Linked DNA regions of Sus scrofa: region 1 is linked to region 2. A link is a contact called in public Hi-C data. All regions are on one chromosome and are shown on one strand. The core of a region is the stretch at or near the end of the contact, and the rest is flanking DNA. Distances in the headings are between cores, read along the strand shown. Region 1 has its middle 32 kb from the start of MYL10. Region 2 overlaps COL26A1 (collagen alpha-1(XXVI) chain).

Region 1 (5,260 bases), core at 2,595-5,094, 71 kb before region 2:
GCCTGGAAAAGTCCAGAACCCGCTGCTCCAGAGCCCGAGTGAGGAGAGCGACGGAGCCCCAGCTGCTCAGTGGGGCCTCAGGGACCCAGGCAGTTACCGCGCCTGGTTATGTGTTGGCCACGCTCTGCAGAGGAAGGGACCTGTCAGCACGTGTCTCATTTCTTCAAATGACAGTGGTTGTGGAAATTGGAGGATACCGACCGCAAATTGCACCAGCATCGTTTGTCTTTTGTAGTGCCCTTCCCAGGAGCCACCAGGTCACAGATGGCCACCGGGAGGGGCGGGGCTTGCACGGGCTGAGAGCCATTGGCTCACCGAGTCCCCCGGGCGCCCCACAGAGGCAAGGGCTGAACCTCAGGGAGGCGGTAAAACCTCCTGGCCCAAGGTTCCTCTGTTTGTAAGTGACAGAGGGAGAATTCCAGCAGGGCTCCACCGACCCCAGGACTGTGTCGATGCCTCAAGGCAGGAGCACTGGCCAACATCAAGGTCATGACTGGGCCTGGGTGTGCCTCAGAGTGGGCACAGCTGGTGCCAGCTGCCCAGAAACCTGGCCCTTGTCCCTCACTCCCCCACCCAGGGGGGGGCGGGGGGTAAGGGAGGCCCTTACGTCATAGGTGGCTGGTTATTCTGGACTGGGGCCTTGGGCCCCCCGGTTTAGGCAGGAGTCTGGGGTGGGGTCTTGCCCCTCTGAGCTCTGCCCTAAGGGTCCGCCCACAGGGAGAGATTTTCTTTTTTGTTTTTTCGGTTTTTATTTTATGGTCACACCTGCGGCATATGGAATTTTTCCGGGCCCGGGATTGAATTTGAGCTGCAGCTGCAGGAAGCCCAGATCCTTTAACCCACTGCACCTGGCCAGAGATTAACCTGCACCAATGTAGCAACCTGAGCTGCTGCAAGGCAGATTCTTAACCCACTGCACCACAGCGGGAACTCCAGGGAGAGCGTTCTTAGAGCTTATCCTGGGACAGGCATCTCTGTCCTTCATTCTGATAACTACTCCCGGGCTTCCCAAGGAGGCTAGAGGCCCTCCCTGGGAAATTAGCAGAACTTCCCCCCCTCCCCCACCACCCCCCTCCCCCTCCCCCACCCCAAGTGCTAGGACTGGCGGCTAAAAGATTGGTGGTCTCCCCTACCCGGTCCCCAGGAGACTTACAGAGGGCACAGGCCCAGTAGGGGCTGCAAAGCCACACAGAGCCCTGAATTTGGGGGGACTCTGCCCTCATTATCTCATCTCTCCAGGGCTCCCCCTCTTCCTGGCTTTCGCTGGGCTTTGGCAGCCTCTCAGGCCTCCTCACACTTTCTCAGCTTCCTCTCCTGTAAGTTGGGTTTAGCAAGAGGACCAGAGGCCGGGTGCTGTGGGCTCTCTCCACCCTTCTGCTCCGGCCCTCCGTCAGATCTGCTTAGACTCTGGTTTTGTTTTTGTTTTTATTTTTTGAATGGCCACACCCCTGGCATAGGGAAGTTCCCGGGCCAGGGACTGAATCTGAGCCACAGCCACATCAACCCCAGATCCTTTAACCCACTGTGCTAGGCCAGGGATCAAACCCATACCTCTGCAATGACTTGACGGCTGCTGTCAGATTCTTAACCCACTGCATCACGACAGGAACTCCTGGACTCTGTTCTGGCTCCCTGCCCCTCCTCCAAGGGATTTTGGTGCATGGGCCTGTCATTAACCAGATTTGGAAAGTTGAGGCTGATAGTATTAGAAGACAGATAGGGAAACTAGGACTTCGGGAAACATAATTCTCCTGAGGTTGCACAGAAGGTGGTGGGTGAGTTGGACCAGAACTTGAGTCATATGCCCTTGCTGGGGATAACTGGGTGAGGCTCCTAGGGGGTATCTCCCATCCTTGCCCCAATGAACCCCTCTGAATGGTTTTAACTTTCTTCATGTTTGCACATAAATTTTTTTTAAAACAGAAGTTTACTTCTCTCACATGTAACAGGCCTAACACAAGAAATCAGGGCCTATATGGCAACTCTACATTGTTCCAGGCATCACTGTCCTTTTATTTTGCTGCTCTGCCATGCTCAACAGGCAACTTCCATCTTTGAGTCCAAAAAGGCTGCCCTAGCTCCTGCCATCATTGCAGAAATCCCAACCTGTGGCAAGCGAGGAAGAGGAAGGGAAAGTTTATGCTCTTTTTTTCAATTAAAAAATTGTGTTAAAATACATATAACAGAAAATCATTTTAAATGTACCATTCAGTGGTATTAAGTGCACTCATATTGTACCACCACATGAGGAAGATATTTTCTACCCAAAAAATGGAGGCTCAGAGAGGGTAATGTCTTGCTCAAAGTCACACAGCGTGGAAATGACAAGATTGGGGCTCAGTGGTCGTTTAACTCCCTGGCCTGCCTGGAGGGCTTCTTTCATTAGAAATGTGGCCATGTCAGGGCTGCCCGCATAGGACTGGGGTCCCAATAGTCCCTTCGCCACAAGTAGTGAGAAAAGCCCATCTGGGGCCCAGAATTTCCGCCCGGAGCTCAGCAGGGTTCTCATCCTGCCTATGCTCTTTTCGCTCCAGGAGCTTTAAGATGCTGGGAAACTAGGACTGACTTCAAAATGAGTTACTTTAATTGGATTTTCCCCAGTATTGGTATGCAGAGGTTATCGCTGGAGGTTTTCTTAGTGGCCCATGGCAGTTTATTGTGGCATCTGGAGCGTGTGTGTGTGTGTGTGTGTGTGTGTGTGTGTGTGTGTGTGTGTGCGCTTGTCTACTTGGCTGTGCCTGGTGTGATGTACACACGTATGCTTCCATATGGACATGGGCCCCACCCTTTCGGTGGTGCGCAAACATCTCTCTCTGGGGGGCACTCTGCCCCCCCCCCCCCGTCTCCGGGGGAAACTGGGGCCCGGCAGCGCGCGGGGAGGGCAGCCGCCAGCTGGGCCAGCGAAGAGTTGTGTCTGGGGTGGTGTGTTGTAACTGGCAGCCTGGCATATGAGTCACCCGCCAAATTAACTTGAGTTTCCTTTGGGGAAAAACGTAATCAGTTATTGCGCTCGGCTCCAGTTTAGCAAATTAACTCGTCCAGTTTTTTATTTCTATTTCTCTAATTTGGGGGGGGTGGTGTACAGATGGGGAGGTGATGGGTGTGGCCGGAGGCTGAGGCTGCTGCTCAGAGAGGGCCTGCTGGGGACAGACGTTGAGGGAAGGGGGGGGTCCCGGCTGAAGCTGGGGACTGGAGCCACTGTCCTTGATGTGGCCCCGGGTCCTGCTGGGACCTGGGGGTGGAAAGACACAGGGGAGGAAGCCTGTGTCCGCACAGCACGTTTCCCGCCAACTGGAACATAGTAGCCCTGCTGTGAGCAAGTGGGAGAGGTTCTGAGCAGGCCTCCCGACATGTGCTGTCCCACGGACAGATGCCCTGGGTCTGGAAGATTCCACCAGGCCTGCCTCTGCGTGAGGGATGCCCGCAGTTATGCACATGGGTGCAACGTGCGGTTCTAGGGCTCTCCAGGTCCCCCCCAACCCTTCCTTCTCACATCCACTCCCAGGCAGGTATCGGCAACCCAGGTGAGGCGTCTTGACCCTCTGGGAAGTGACACGGTGATGCCAGGCCCTGCTCCCTTACGTTTCAGTGGGGCCATGGGCTCGTCTTCCCCTGAAATGTTGGGGGAGGAAGAAGGTACTGGATCTTAAAGAGCCTGAGAGGGCCCGATGCTTCACAGGCTGGAGGTGGGTCTCCCCGGGGACTCTGTGCCCCTGTGGGCTCCCAGCTGGCCGGGTGACGTCTGTCTCTGGCTGGGGCCTGGATGCCCATCCTTCCTCTCCTGGGAGGTGACCCCTCTCTTGGCAGCAGGCCCCATCATGGCTCAGCCTTTATGAGCTCAGCTTTGGCCTTCTCTGAGAAGCCTTCCAGACTGTTCCCAGCCCATGTGCCACCCCACCCCCATATCCCACTGCTCTGCACCGTGACATGCTGGTCTTTTATTTATTTATGTTTTTTAGGGCCACACCCACAGCATATGGAGGTTCCCAGGCTAGAGGTCGAATCGGAGCTGTAGCTGCCAGCCTCCACCACAGCCACAGCAATGTGGGATCTGAGCTGTGTCTGCGACCTATACGAGCTCATGGCAATGCTGGATCCTTAACCCACTGAGTGAGGCCAGGGATTAAACCTGCATCCTCATGGATACTAGTTGGGTTCTTCACCCGCTGAGCCACAATAGGAACTCCATGACATGCTGATCTTGGGTGGCAGATTTGTGTCCTGTGGCCATGGAGAAAGTCCCAGTATACATGGGCTGAATGTAGGGTGGGACAGGCCACCCACCCAGAGCCATTGGTCTGAGCAGGGGGTGAAGAGGAAGTGGAAACCAGCCTGGTCCCTGGCCTGGGGTTGGTCCATGCAGAGGTGGCTGCCAGCAAGAACAGAGGCGCTAGCTCTCAGACCCTCTGGCCAGAGCCTAGGTGACAGAGGGACACAGCTCAGCATGGGGACCACAGATGGGGTGCTCTGGAAAGCAGAGAGGGAGGGGCTCCTGTGCAGGCAGGTGGCCTTGGCCAGGAGGGAGAAAGTACGTGGTAGCAGAGAAAGCCGCGAGCTCCCATGCAATACCCCAGAGCACTTCCAGCTGCTGCGGAAAGTTTGGGGAGGGAGTCCTACCTTAACAGGGGGAGTGAGAGTCAGAGAAATAAGACTTATTACAAGAAAGCAGCTGGAAAGGTCTAGGGGCACTCTGGCTATAAGAATTATAAGGTGATTGTTTATGGAGCGGTTTATATGTTCTGTCTCCCAATAAAGTTAGAACGTGGTTTTGTCTTTGTACCCATTTTAAAGCTGAACAAACTGAGGCTTAGAGGGCAGCTGGTGAGTGGAGGAGCAGGGTGACAGCAAGGCTGCCCCATGGTGGCATGTTGCTCTGCACTGTCACCCCTTGGCTTCACAAGGTGCGTCTGTCTCCCTACAGCAGCTGTGAGCCAAGGGCTGGGCACGAACCTCAGAGACTGGGGACCCCCTTGGTTCCTGGCACAGGCCAGGCAGCTGCTGCAAAGTAGCTCCCAGGGACCCGGACCTTCTCTGATGGAACATTCACGTCCCCGAATGTTTGCTGACTGCCAGCAGAGGGCAGGAGACGCAGGGCAGCCTCTCTGGCTGGGGACAGCGTGGGGGCAGGGGGTGTGTGTGACCACTCTGAGCAGGGTGCCCCCAGGATGTAGCTGCCGGGGATCCTGATCTTCATCAGCCCCCAAGTATGGTGCAGCCCCGGAGCAGCGGGGCTGATGCCAAGAGTACCTTCTGGGTCTCC
Region 2 (5,745 bases), core at 1,805-4,304:
CAGGGTCAGGGCCGGGATCATCCTCCCACGCCCGTCACTGCTCTCCTGTCACCATCACCAATACAACAGCCATCACAGGTTGGACAGCCTAGTGCCAGGGCTTGGGTTCAAATCCTGATTGCAGACAAGGACCTTGAAGCACAGAGAGGGTAACCAGTGTCCTGTGGCCACACAGCCTGGAAATGTCCGACTGGGGCTTCACACCCAGATCTGTCTGCCTCTGGCTGGGCTCCTCGTGCTCCCGTGGCTGCCCTGGCACCTCCACTGTGTGCCCTTCTTTCCAGAAAACATCCTGCTGTGGGCAGACCACCTAGTTCAGGCCCATAGGTGGGGGATGACTTGCTTGTTTCCTTCCTGGCACTGCCCACCCAACAGTCTCCTGTGCGGCCACCCCTGTAAGCACGAGAGTAGATGGAGCGGAGGCGTCCGGAATGCCGGCAGGAGCGGACGACGACAGGCTGTCTGCATTCCTGGGACCTGGCCTACACTGGGGCAAAGGACCTCGTGCGTGCAGACACCTGAATGAGCTGATTAATTGAGAAGACAGGTGACACGGCCACTTTGAAAAAAAGGTGGTGGCAGAGAGACAAGGCCCCGCCCTGGAGTCAGCAGCCGACAGGCACCTTTTGCTGGTAGAACATGACAGCTCTGTTGCGACATTTAGATTAGCTGAACTTAAAAGAAAACCAAAGTGGAGCTCCCATTGTGGCCCAGCAGTAACAAATCTGACTAGTATCCATGAGGACACTGGTTCAATCCCTGGCCTCCCTCAGTGGGTTAAGGATCTGGCGTTTGTCGTGAGCTGTGGTGCAGGTTGCAGACGTGGCTTGGATCCCGAGTTGCTGTAGCTGTGGCTGCCAGCTGCAACTCCCATTCAACCCCTAGCCTGGGCCCTTCCATATGCTGCAGGTGTGGGCCTAAAAAGACAAAAATTAAAAAAAAGAAAGAAGGAAAACCCAAGCACATGCTACTGAGTTATAAGAGAGAGGTCTTCCCATCAAAGGCCAGGAGATGCCTGGCTGTGAGTAGCAACTGGGATGGGGGTGTCCCCAGTCCCAGAATGCATTCTTCTGAAATGGGCTGGGGACGTCGTGGGTGCCTCTCGGTCTCCCACAGCAAATGACCCCAGCCACCACATCTTCCTCCCACTGCCGCCTGTGCTCACCACGGCTGCCCTGGTTCCAGCCTCTTCCCCCTGCTCCCAGTCCTGGAAGATCCCTGGGCCCCAGCTTCATCCCCCCAGCCTCCCCTAGTGGCCCACCTCCCACCTCCCCGGCTTAGAGCCTCCCCCAGCTCACTCACTTAAGGGGCTGGCCGGCCCGCTGAGCTCTGACACACCCAGGGGGCTCCTTCTCAGCTTCCACGGCCTCCCCTGCTGGCCCCACGGCCTTCGCCCGCTTTATCCATCACCCTGGTCCCAGGCTCCGCTCCTCCTCCCAGAAGGCGTGGGTCCCCACAGCCTAGCTTGTGCTCCAGAGGTGGCCCTGCCCCGCCCCCTCTTATCCTGGCTCCTGTGTGTGCCCAGCCTCTCCCACATCCGCCAGCCAGCTTGCCACCTGCCCACGTATCCCTCACAGCACCGTGGCCTTGGGCACGACTGTAAGCCACGCACTGTCAAGGGAGAGTCTTGTCCCTGGAAAAGAACCCCACAGCCTGAAGCCTCCTTTAAACGGTTCTGCAGGTCTGTGTTCCTCGGGCCCTCTCAGGCCCTGGCCAGTCACCGTCTGTGCTACCCCCTTGCAGCCAACTTCACACTGAGATGCAGTCACGACTGACTCATCTGTCCCCGCCCCCCCGGGGCTGGGACCCCCCCCTTCATCCCATGGCCAGTGCCAGGCTCGGACCAATGGTGTCAGTACAGCTCTCCTGCTAAGACTCAGCCCAGGGGCAGGAGGGAAGCACTGGGAAGGGCCTCGAGTGCAGTTACCTCCGCAGCGGTGGCTTTGTCCTCCTCTTCCGCCTTCCCGCCAGGCTCCCCTGGGAAGAAAGTCACGCAGTCACAATGGGTGCGGGGCAGGACACCCCTCCACCCTCCCCAGCTTCTCCCGCAGACCTGGGGGTTAGCAGAGCAGGGGACGGCCAAGGCTGCAGGGACCCCTGCACAGCCCGGCATAGGATTGATTTTAGGGGCTTAATACTGTTTCTAGGGAGGAAGGAGTGAGGCTTGGAACCCCATGAGCTCATGTCTCAGCCCTTCCTCTGCGTCTCGGGACTCTGAGTTCCTGACTCTGGAGGGGCCAGTAATATTGGTCTCAAAATAAAAAGCCAGGTGGCCACTTATTCCTGTGTGACCTTGAGCAAGTTACTTTACCTCTCTGTGCCTCAGTTGTCTCATCTCAAAAATGGAAGTAATAACAGGCTGCTTTGTAGAGCTATTAGGAGGATCTAAAAAGTCCATATTGCTAAGAAGCTTGGGAAAAGTACGGCTTTGGAGGCTAACACTCCTGGGTTTAAATCTTGGCTCTACTGTTGTCTAGCTGTGTGACCCGGGGCGAATTGCTTAACCTCTCTGAGCCTTCGCAGCCTGTTCTGGCAAATAGGAGGACTAAAGCGCCATCTCCCGGGGTCACTGTGAAGCTTAAACACACTGTGGATGAAGAGGACCTCCACGCAGAAGGCGCTCCGCAAAGATCCGCCCCTTTGCCCCAGCCCCACGCCCCTGACATGAGACTCGCCCACCTCCTTGGCCCTGGGGACCAGGGCTGACACTCAGCAATTCTTATTTCCAAGAAGGGACATTAGAGGTCGCTGTCTATGTCTGTAGACAGACATGTTCAGAGAAGGCGAGGATCTGCAGGTCACACAGCACGTGGGCCCAGGGGCCTGGCTCTGCAGAAGCGACCTCAGGACTCTGACCCAAGCCCCCCAACAGAAGGCCACTTCAGGCCTGACTTCTTACACCCAGTGAGGGGGCTCCCGCCTCTCAAGGTCACCCCTTCTCAACTTGGGCGGCTGGGACAGCACTCAGACTGCCTGTTTCTGTCCCTCTGCCCGGTCCAGGCTGGGCTGGGTGAGGCCGCGCCTGTGGGGGCTGTGGGGCTGGGCTCAGCAAGGCTGCCCGGGGCGGAGGCCCACCCACCTGATGCCCTGGGTCTGCCCCAGAGCCCATCGCCCTGGGGGTGGCCCCTCCACAGCGCCCCGCACTTACAGACGGCCCCATCACGCTGTGCTCTGCAGCCAGGCCCTGCCAAAAAGCAAACAGAGCCATTAGGCCTCGCCTGCCCTGGCCAAGCCCTCAGCCCTCCCCTGACCCTCCCCTGGCACTGGGATCCGGAAATATGAAAACTAGGATGGGAGGAGGATGGCACAGAGGAAATGGAAGGGCCACGGCTGGGGGCCTCCCCGTCCTGGAGCCCCCTCCACTGGCCGGTGTGTGACCCTGGGCCTCGGCTGAGCTTCCATCTTCTTTTCTATGAAATGGGGCAATGCCGAGCCTGGTTACCACTCAGAGAAGGGACCAGAGGGCAAAGCACCCAACCCCCAGCTCGTGGAGAGAATGAGTGACAACAACAGGGATCAGAGGGTTCCATGCATAGACCCCCCCCCCAGTCAGTGCTGGGCCCAGACGGAAGGCTTCTGGGATCCCTAGACCCGTGGGTCCAGCCATCCTCCAGCACCCCCACCTGACTGCTCCAGCACCCCTACCTGAGGTGCCCTCATTCGACCTCTCCAAAGCAGAACTCCCCCCACCACCCCAGACCCGCCGCCCCACCCGGAAGTCTCTCTTCTCAGAAATGGCTCCGTGGCTCTGCAGCTGCTCCCGCACACCTCGGAGTAACCTTCGCTTTCCGTCCCCCACCCCCAGACCTAGCCCATCAGCCAGACCTGTCAGGTCCACTTTCTAAAGGTGTCCGTCCCCTCTGTCATTTCCTCCGCACTGCTGGTCTCCCTGCTCCACTCCCCCCTCCCCCACCCTCCCCACCTCCTGCAGCAGCGGGGCCTCCGCAAGCTGTAAATCAGGTCACGGACTCTCCGGTCCTGAAACGTGCCTGGCCCCCTCTCCACTGTGACTCCAACCCACACATCAGCCTGCTTCCCCACCTCACCTCACCCCACGCTCTCTGCTCCGTGTGTGCTGGGCGTTTCCCTGCCTCAGGGCCTTTGCACTTGCTCGACCCTCTACCTGGCATGCTCCTCACATCTTCGCATGGCTGCTCCTTCTGGTTCCCTGGGTCTCAGCTGAAGTCTCACCTCCGCCTGTCAGTCACCCCCCTCCTGTCACCTTAGATGCCTTCCCAGCTACTCTATCACCTGTGCCTCCCCTGTTAGACTGGCAGCTACCAGGGGGCAGGGATCCTGACTTTGTTCTCGTGCCCAGCACAGTGTCTGACGCAAGTGAGACCCCAGGACATAGTTGGTTAGTGAAGGGCATTTATTAAGGGTCTCCTCGGGACCTGGCATTTTCCATCTACTTTCCCCATTATTTCTCACAACAAACCTGCCCGGATGGGACTTTTATTCTAATTTCATAGATGGGGAAACGGAGGCCCAGGGGATCAGTGACTTGCTCAGGGTCACCCCGCTGGAAACTGGCAGACCCGGGGAGCCAGGAGAGGTCGCGTTGCTGGCACAGAGCTCCGGGCGTGTGGAGCTCGGCCAGTCTCCTCCTGCCAACCTCCCCCAGTTCCCGGGGCCTCTGCAGCCCTCACCCCACAGAGCAGGGAGACCAGCAGTGCACCAGAGACAGGGTCTCTGTCACTGTCATTCTCTCTCGCCTGCCCCCACCCTCTCTCTCCAGGCCCAGTGGCCAGGGGTCCAAGGAGCCAGAGGGTGCTCTTGGGGAACTCAGGCTCCTGCTTACCTGCCCGCCCCACCGGACTCAGGAGCAGATCAGGCCCGAGGGCCTTTTGCACCCTCTGTGGCCTCTGCCCAGCCCGGGCCCTGCCCACCAGCCTGGTCTGTGCCACGTCCACCCTCCCTCTGCCCTACGCTGCATGGGGCCTGGCCCGGTCATGCCCAGGGCACCCCCCCCAGCCCTTCTCCTCCATGCCGCACCCTCCTGGGGGGAAAACAGCAGAGAGCAGATCCGGAGCCGTAGGACACGGGTTCTCTGACGCCTAGAACATCGTCTCTAGTGAGCTGGCCCGCGGCGTGGCTGGCGCCCACCTTGTGCTTGGGAATGTGTGTTAAATGACTAAGGGGACTCACAGGGCCACCAGATCCACCTCCCTGGCAGGGTGAGGGGGCACTTCTCAGCCACCCCACTTCACCCGAGCTCTAGGGACTGCGGAGCCCTCAGAGCAGGGGCCGCAGGAAGCTCCATGTGGTAGGACAGCCCCAAACGCCACCCTTTCTGCCTCTGCATTCAGGCCCCATTCCCCCTCCTCTGCGCGACTCTTCCCCTCAGGCCCCCGGGCTCCTGCAGCACGAGGCACTTCCACCTGCGCCTTACTCTCTTTCACTCCCTGTGACAATCCACGAGGGAGAAGCTGTACTCCCTGTCTCAGCAACCAAGGGAGCTGGAGCCCAGAGAGGCTCTTTCTGCCCGGGTCACACAGCTGGGGGGCAGAGCAAGCTGGGGTTCAGGGCCATGTGTCAGGCTTCAGAGTGACCCCTCACAGGTGATTCTCACTGGAGAGGGGCGAGGGGCCAGGATGGACATTCCGTGATCCTCTGGTGGCGGCATCTGGGTCTCAGTTGGCTGCTCTATGAAATGGGAGCGACGTTAACACCTCCCAGCACAGGCAGAGTGGGCAGCAAAGGGCCGCTGCTGCTAACAAGGCCAGATCCTGCGCTTGCTGGGCC

Evidence for each region. Hi-C and Micro-C count contacts between places; a contact is called where the count stands out from the background.
Region 1: a contact with region 2 is called in a Hi-C map of omental adipose tissue, with 1.7 times the contacts expected there. The contact joins two enhancer-like sites. A contact is called at or near these places in 3 of 47 Hi-C or Micro-C datasets (embryonic fibroblasts, heart right ventricle and omental adipose tissue).

Annotation. Positions count from the first base shown.
Region 1 is chr3:9,228,190-9,233,449 of Sscrofa11.1, reverse strand. No RefSeq gene overlaps it. Among named protein-coding and RNA genes, the nearest start is that of MYL10, 32 kb to the right of the region's middle. Within about 2 kb of position 3,844, at least 6 of the 83 cell types and tissues checked have an H3K27ac peak or open chromatin away from gene starts, as enhancers often do. A contact at or near this core is called in omental adipose tissue, where this site is marked.
Region 2 is chr3:9,155,465-9,161,209 of Sscrofa11.1, reverse strand. COL26A1 (collagen alpha-1(XXVI) chain) reads right to left here. Exons shown (of 14, transcript XM_021086264.1): 11 at 3,149-3,184; 12 at 1,928-1,978. Among named protein-coding and RNA genes, the nearest start is that of MYL10, 40 kb to the left of the region's middle. Within about 2 kb of position 3,054, at least 1 of the 83 cell types and tissues checked has an H3K27ac peak or open chromatin away from gene starts, as enhancers often do. A contact at or near this core is called in omental adipose tissue, where this site is marked.